Linked DNA regions of Anser cygnoides: region 1 is linked to region 2. The links are chromatin contacts, called in public Hi-C maps. All regions are on one chromosome and are shown on one strand. Each heading gives the region's core, a stretch centred on a gene start, on an enhancer-like site or on the middle of the called end of the contact. The rest is flanking DNA. Distances are from core to core; before and after follow the strand shown.

Region 1 (2,700 bases), core at 114-2,613, 110 kb after region 2:
CCAATAGGAGGAAACGCAGTAACTCAATTTTATTCTCTCCAGAAACCGCACGAGTGTGGCGTATCCCCAATTATTGCATAAATTACTTTGATCGCTAATCGATGCTCCCCGCTTGGCGTGTGTCTGTGTTTACATTCAGACAATTCCGAGCCAGCAGGAAACCAAACACAGCAGTATTATGGACGGACATTTGAGGACGGACATTTGAGCACTACGCTCAGTGCTGTCCTTCCTCACCACCTGTACTCATCACAACCCCACTTCTCTGGCCACTTCCAGGCCCCACGCACCCACCCCACGGCCATCCCACACCTCCAGAACACAGTCCCCACAGGGTACCAGCTCCCATTACTCCCCTCCCGCACCGTGCCACCCCATCACCTGGCCAAGTGCAAAGTCCTGCACCTGGGTCAGGGCAATCCCAAGCACAAACACAGGCTGGGTGGGGAATGGATTGAGAGCAGCCCTCAGGAGAAGGGCCTGGGGATGCTGGTCGATGAAAAACTGAACACAAACTGAACTGTAGGGGTTGGAAAGGACCTCTGGAGTTCACTGAGTCCAACCCTGCTGCTAAAAGCACGTTCCCTACAACTGAGCAGGAAAATGTCCAGCCCAGAAAGCCAATGGTATGCTGGGCTGCATCAAAAGCAGAGTGGCCAGCAGGGTGAAGGGGGGGGGGTTCTCCCCCCTATGCTCTACTCTTGTGAGGCCCCACCTGAGGGGCTGTGTTCAGTTCTGAGCCCCAGCACAAGGAGGACATGGGCCTGTTGGGGTCCAGAGGAGGCCCCGAGGACTCTCAGAGGCTGGAGCCCCTCTGCTGTGGGGACAGGCTGAGGGAGCTGGGGGTGTTCGGCCTGGAGAAGGGAAGGCTCCGGGGAGACCTCACAGCGGGCTGACAGGGCCTGAAGGGGGCTGCAGGACAGCTGGGGAGGGGCTCTGTGTCAGGGTGACAGGACAAGGGGTGATGGATTTAAACCAAAAGCGGGTAGGTTTAGGTTAGATACGAGGAAGAAATTCTTCACAGCGAGGCCCTGGCGCAGGCCGCCCCGAGGAGCTGTGGCTGCCCCATCCCTGGCGGTGCCCCAGGCGGGGCCGGACGGGGCTGGGGGCAGCCGGGGCTGGGCCTGAGGGGCTGCGAGGCCCTTCCCACCCCCCCCTTCACCCGGAGCCCCCCCCGCCTCGCCCCTCCGCGCTCACCAGCCCAGCACCAGGCCGCTGGTGACGAGGAAGCAGGCGAACACCACGGCGATGTAGAAGAGCGGCGAGTACTCGTACAGCGTCACCAGGAACACGGCGGCCATCGGGCCCCTCACACACACACACCCCCCCCCCGTCACCCGCCCCGGCCCCGCGCCGCGGCGCATGCGCGGCAGCCGCCTGAAGCCGCTGCCCGCAGCCTGCCCGCGCACGGGCGGGGCCTGCGTAAGGCTGCGCAAGGTGCGCGGCGCTGCGCAGTTTGCGTAGCCCGCCTGCAGCCGGGCCCCGCGGCGCTTCCCGGTTCTCCCGGGGGGGTTTTAGGGGGCTGCACAGCGCCCTTGGCGCGCTGCAGTGAGTGCGACCTCCCTGCGCGGCGCCCCGTGAGGAAATAGCAGCGTAGGGAGCGTAATATAGAGCGTAGGGAGGTGAATACACGTAATAGAGCACAGGGAGGGAAAGGGACGCAGCCGCAGCTGCTCGGCAGCCTTCCTCTTCTGTGGTGCTCGCTAAACTCTGCCTGAAAACGTGCCGTTTTGTCCTGTGGGTCTGGCATTTGTTAGTATAACTTCTCTTCACCCGGGTTCAGCAGGCAAGAGGATGACCCCTTTAGCAGCCGGTGCTGCGGCAGGTCTGAGGAGGCAGCGTTATGGCAGCCGAACGTCGCAGCAGGGTGACAAAAGCCAGATATTTCCCCCGGCTCCCGGCCAGACGGCCGCCAGCAGCCTGTTATGGAAGAGCGGCGCTGGTGCTCGCGATTTGCCAGCTCCGAGTCCTGGGTCGCGTCCAGAATCACACTCAACTTGAATAAAAAAAGAAGTTTTCTGAGGGGCAGACATTACTGAGCCTCACGCCTGCCTTGCGCTTTAATTTTCTGAACCTTATTAAGGTGGAAACCCCACCCGAGGGCGGTTTTTTCACAGCCGTGTCATTTCTCCACGGATATTCCCCGGTACTTCGGCAAAGGGGCAAAGCCTTGAGCTCACTGACAGGCCTCAGCGGCCTTTATGGGGACACCCTGCCCGGGGCTGGCCTGACCCCGCAGGTTTGGGGTTCCTCAGCCCTTCCCACCCCAAAGCCGTCCCACAGCCGCGGCTCCCGGGGCCGGGGCCCGATCCTGAGGGAAGCCTCGGGCCGCCCGCCGGCTGCGCACGGCCCCGCCCCGTCGCTAGGATACCGCGGGGTGGGCGGGGCCGCGTCGCCATGACAACAGGGGGGCGGAGCCTCATCGCCATGACAACGGGGGGCGGAGCCTCGGCTCCATGACAACGTTGCGCCCCTCCCTCCCCCGCGGGCCTTGAGCCCTCCCGCCACCCGTCGGCGCGTGCCGGCGCCCGCCCAACCCAAGGCGGCGGCGCTGATTGGCCGGGAGGCGGAGGGAGGGGCAGAGAGAGAAGGGGCGGGGCCTCGGCGGCGCAGGCGCAGCACGGGCCGGGGGGGAGGCGGCGGTTTCCGTTGGCGGCGCGCGAGCGGCGGCGGTTGGGCGCGCGCGCAAGATGGTGAGGG
Region 2 (2,700 bases), core at 178-2,677:
TACAGCTCAAAAAACCTGATGAGAGTGCTAAGAACCAAAGCTGTAGGAGAACCAAGCTCTGTTACAAAAATGACAAACTCCTGTCCCTAAACTACCCCACCCCAGGAGATCCCATCTCTTAGCACAGGCTGCATTCATTTCCTGATAATGTTCAATGGTAACCTTCAGGAAATGGATGCTTCTCAGGTGTTTTTGATTGCCACCCATACAAGCAGCTCCTTTTGTGTTTGTACTTTCACCTTGATTTTCTTTCCAGTGTTTTCAGTCATCTCTTCCGCACGTGACGCAGCGTCGCTTGTCCCTGATTCACCGCCCCAGCTCCTGGGCACGGCTCCTGGGTCCCCTTGCTTTGCCTTTCGCTTTCAGGTGCAGACGTTGTGTTTTGGTGCAGGTAACTTCTCTCAGCCAGGAGGCAATTAGTCCCTGCAGCAAAGAGCTAGGAGCCTGTCCTTGTCGTGTCAGTGTCCTTACGTATCCCCGCTTCCTGGCTAGGTGCATCCTCTGAGCTCCAGTGCAGCTCCTGCCCAGCCCTGCATGGGGCTGGACCTCACGCTGCCTTTGTGCTCTCAACCCACCTGTGCTTTGCAAGAGAATGTAGAAAATCTACAAGTCCAAATGCTTCTTCCTCAAAGCATCCTCTTGTGTGCAACCAGCAGCTGCTGGTGACCAAGGTTGGTCACACAGGTGGTGAACATGGGATCCTGCTGCCTGTGGATGTGAGATGTGGAGTCAGAAGACGCTCTTCCTAGCCAAAAATCTCTCTTCCTAGGCTGCAGTTGAGGGCCCTGATAATCCTGGAGGCTTTATGTAGCCGTCGCAACCTTCCAGGCAACCTTCCAGCAGCCCATGGTTGCTTAATGAGCTCAAATTGCTCATTACCTGGCCTCTGGTTTCTGCCCCTGCTGTCTCTATCGAGTTATCGGTGTTGGGAAAGACTCTGCAGTCAGCTCTGCCCTTTGAGCTTTAGCTAAGCCCTTCTGCTGAACTCCTGGAAATAACCTTTATGAAAAGCTTGCCTTCCAGTTGTATTTAAAGTTGCAGTCATGGTTTGGTAATCAAGAGGATATAAAAGATTAAAGCCCTTTTTAATAAGTCTTGGTCTGGGCTGGTAAGAGGGACATCAAACAAATCATTGTGCACAGTATTCAAAACAAATTTTGCTGAAATAACCCGAAGGATATCATAGCAAGGATTATTTTTAACAGCTTTTAGTGTGTGCTTGGTGGTGGAGTGTTGCAGGGGAGGCAGAGTGTACCTACCGCGTCTCCTCTCTGCACCGCTGCTCCAATTGCAACAGGAAAGCGAAGGTTAAAACCCTGCCATAAGAGTCATTGAGCTACACAGGCCTATTTATTAAACTGTTTTAAAAGTGCTAAGGCAAACCAGAGTCTTACTTCTTTTCCCTGGGCTGTCCTAATGCCAGCAAGGCAGCAATTCCTGCGGGGGTTCCCTCTGCCTAGCCTCCACGAGTGACAGAGCAGTGGGGCTGTCTGGCTTTGTCCCCTCCGCACCAGGGAGGCACTTGAGATTGCCCAGGGGCTCTTTTTCCAACCCTCTCCCCATTTCTCCATCACCCGTGTGCACCCAAACCCCTTTCAGGGTACAAGAACAGTGCTGGGAGCTGCAGGAGCTGGGGACCAAGGTCCTGGTGCAGGTGTCAGCACACCCTGCAGCAGATCCATGCATGGGAAAAGGGTTCTGTATTTCCTGCAAAAATGATGTAATCAGCACCCAGCGTTAGCAAGGCTATTACACTTTAGTCAAGGAAAGGCTGGGGAGGCGGGGTGTTATCTTTATATTAAAACCGATGATATAAAAGACCGGTGGCTTTCACCTGCTGCAGGAGGCAGAGTTCATCCTTAGCATGCTCCTCCTGCTCTAGCCATAAAAATCACCAGTTTTGTGGTCCGGGGATATGCTAATTACCAGGAGACAAAAAAAACATTGCCTCCAACACCTGTCCTGTTGGTGTCACTGTTGTGATGTACCTGCGGGATGCAGTTAGGGCCTGCAGGATCTCCGCTTGCTTTTCAGGCTGTGCAGGGTTACAGCCTTAGCCCTGCATCAACCCTTCCCACGGGGACCTGGATCCGAGCTCCGTGGGGGTGTCAGCCCTGGCTGTGCACCGCTGAGGCCCCTGCACACCTGGCCGGGAGCCTCCTGCTCCGGTTGTCCCCACTGCTTGTCACTGGGGAGGTGAAACTGGGGGGGCAGTGACTGCTACCATGTGGGATCAATGAGAATGGAGGAAAGAAGAAACTCAGACAGGGCAGGGTTTTGCAGGAAAGCGGCAGCAGTGGGAATGACAGCTGGTCGCAGAGATCCTGTTCTTCAGCTCGGCGATGCTCGGGCCATGCTCATTTACACCCCGAGGAGCAAGAGGAGCAACAGGGCAAGAGGCCCTGGCTGGGTGGCAGCGCCCCAGCCGCAGCCGGGCACGCACAGTCTGTGGCTCCCTCTGCTGAGCCCGGCCTGGAGCTCTCGCAGGAGAGGAGTGAGAGCTTTCACGGGGCTGGAAGCAATTTTTGGGGCGGCTGCGAGGCCTCGGGCTTGCCCGAAGCCAGGCAGGGGGACAAGGGTGGGATGGGGGCACCCAGCCCCACCGCGGGGCGATGCTGCATCGGGAGCCCCTGCGCAGGGCTGGAGGCGGCGGTGGACTCTCAAAAAGCAGGGGGCTAAGCTGCCGGGATGATCTTCCAT

What was found. Hi-C and Micro-C count contacts between places; a contact is called where the count stands out from the background.
Region 1: a Hi-C map of liver shows a contact between it and region 2, with 2.7 times the contacts expected there. The contact joins the promoter of CGRRF1 here to the enhancer-like site in region 2. A contact is called at or near these places in 3 of 7 Hi-C or Micro-C datasets (all in liver).

Annotation. Positions count from the first base shown.
Region 1 is chr5:63,017,437-63,020,136 of Taihu_goose_T2T_genome, forward strand. It overlaps CGRRF1 (cell growth regulator with ring finger domain 1), which reads right to left and starts at 1,364. Exons shown (of 6, transcript XM_048066093.2): 1 at 1,198-1,364. The coding sequence starts at 1,364. It also overlaps a transcript of GMFB not described here.
Region 2 is chr5:62,905,579-62,908,278 of Taihu_goose_T2T_genome, forward strand. No RefSeq gene overlaps it. Among named protein-coding and RNA genes, the nearest start is that of GCH1, 23 kb to the left of the region's middle. Within about 2 kb of position 1,428, at least 2 of the 3 cell types and tissues checked have open chromatin away from gene starts, as enhancers often do. A contact at or near this core is called in liver, where this site is marked.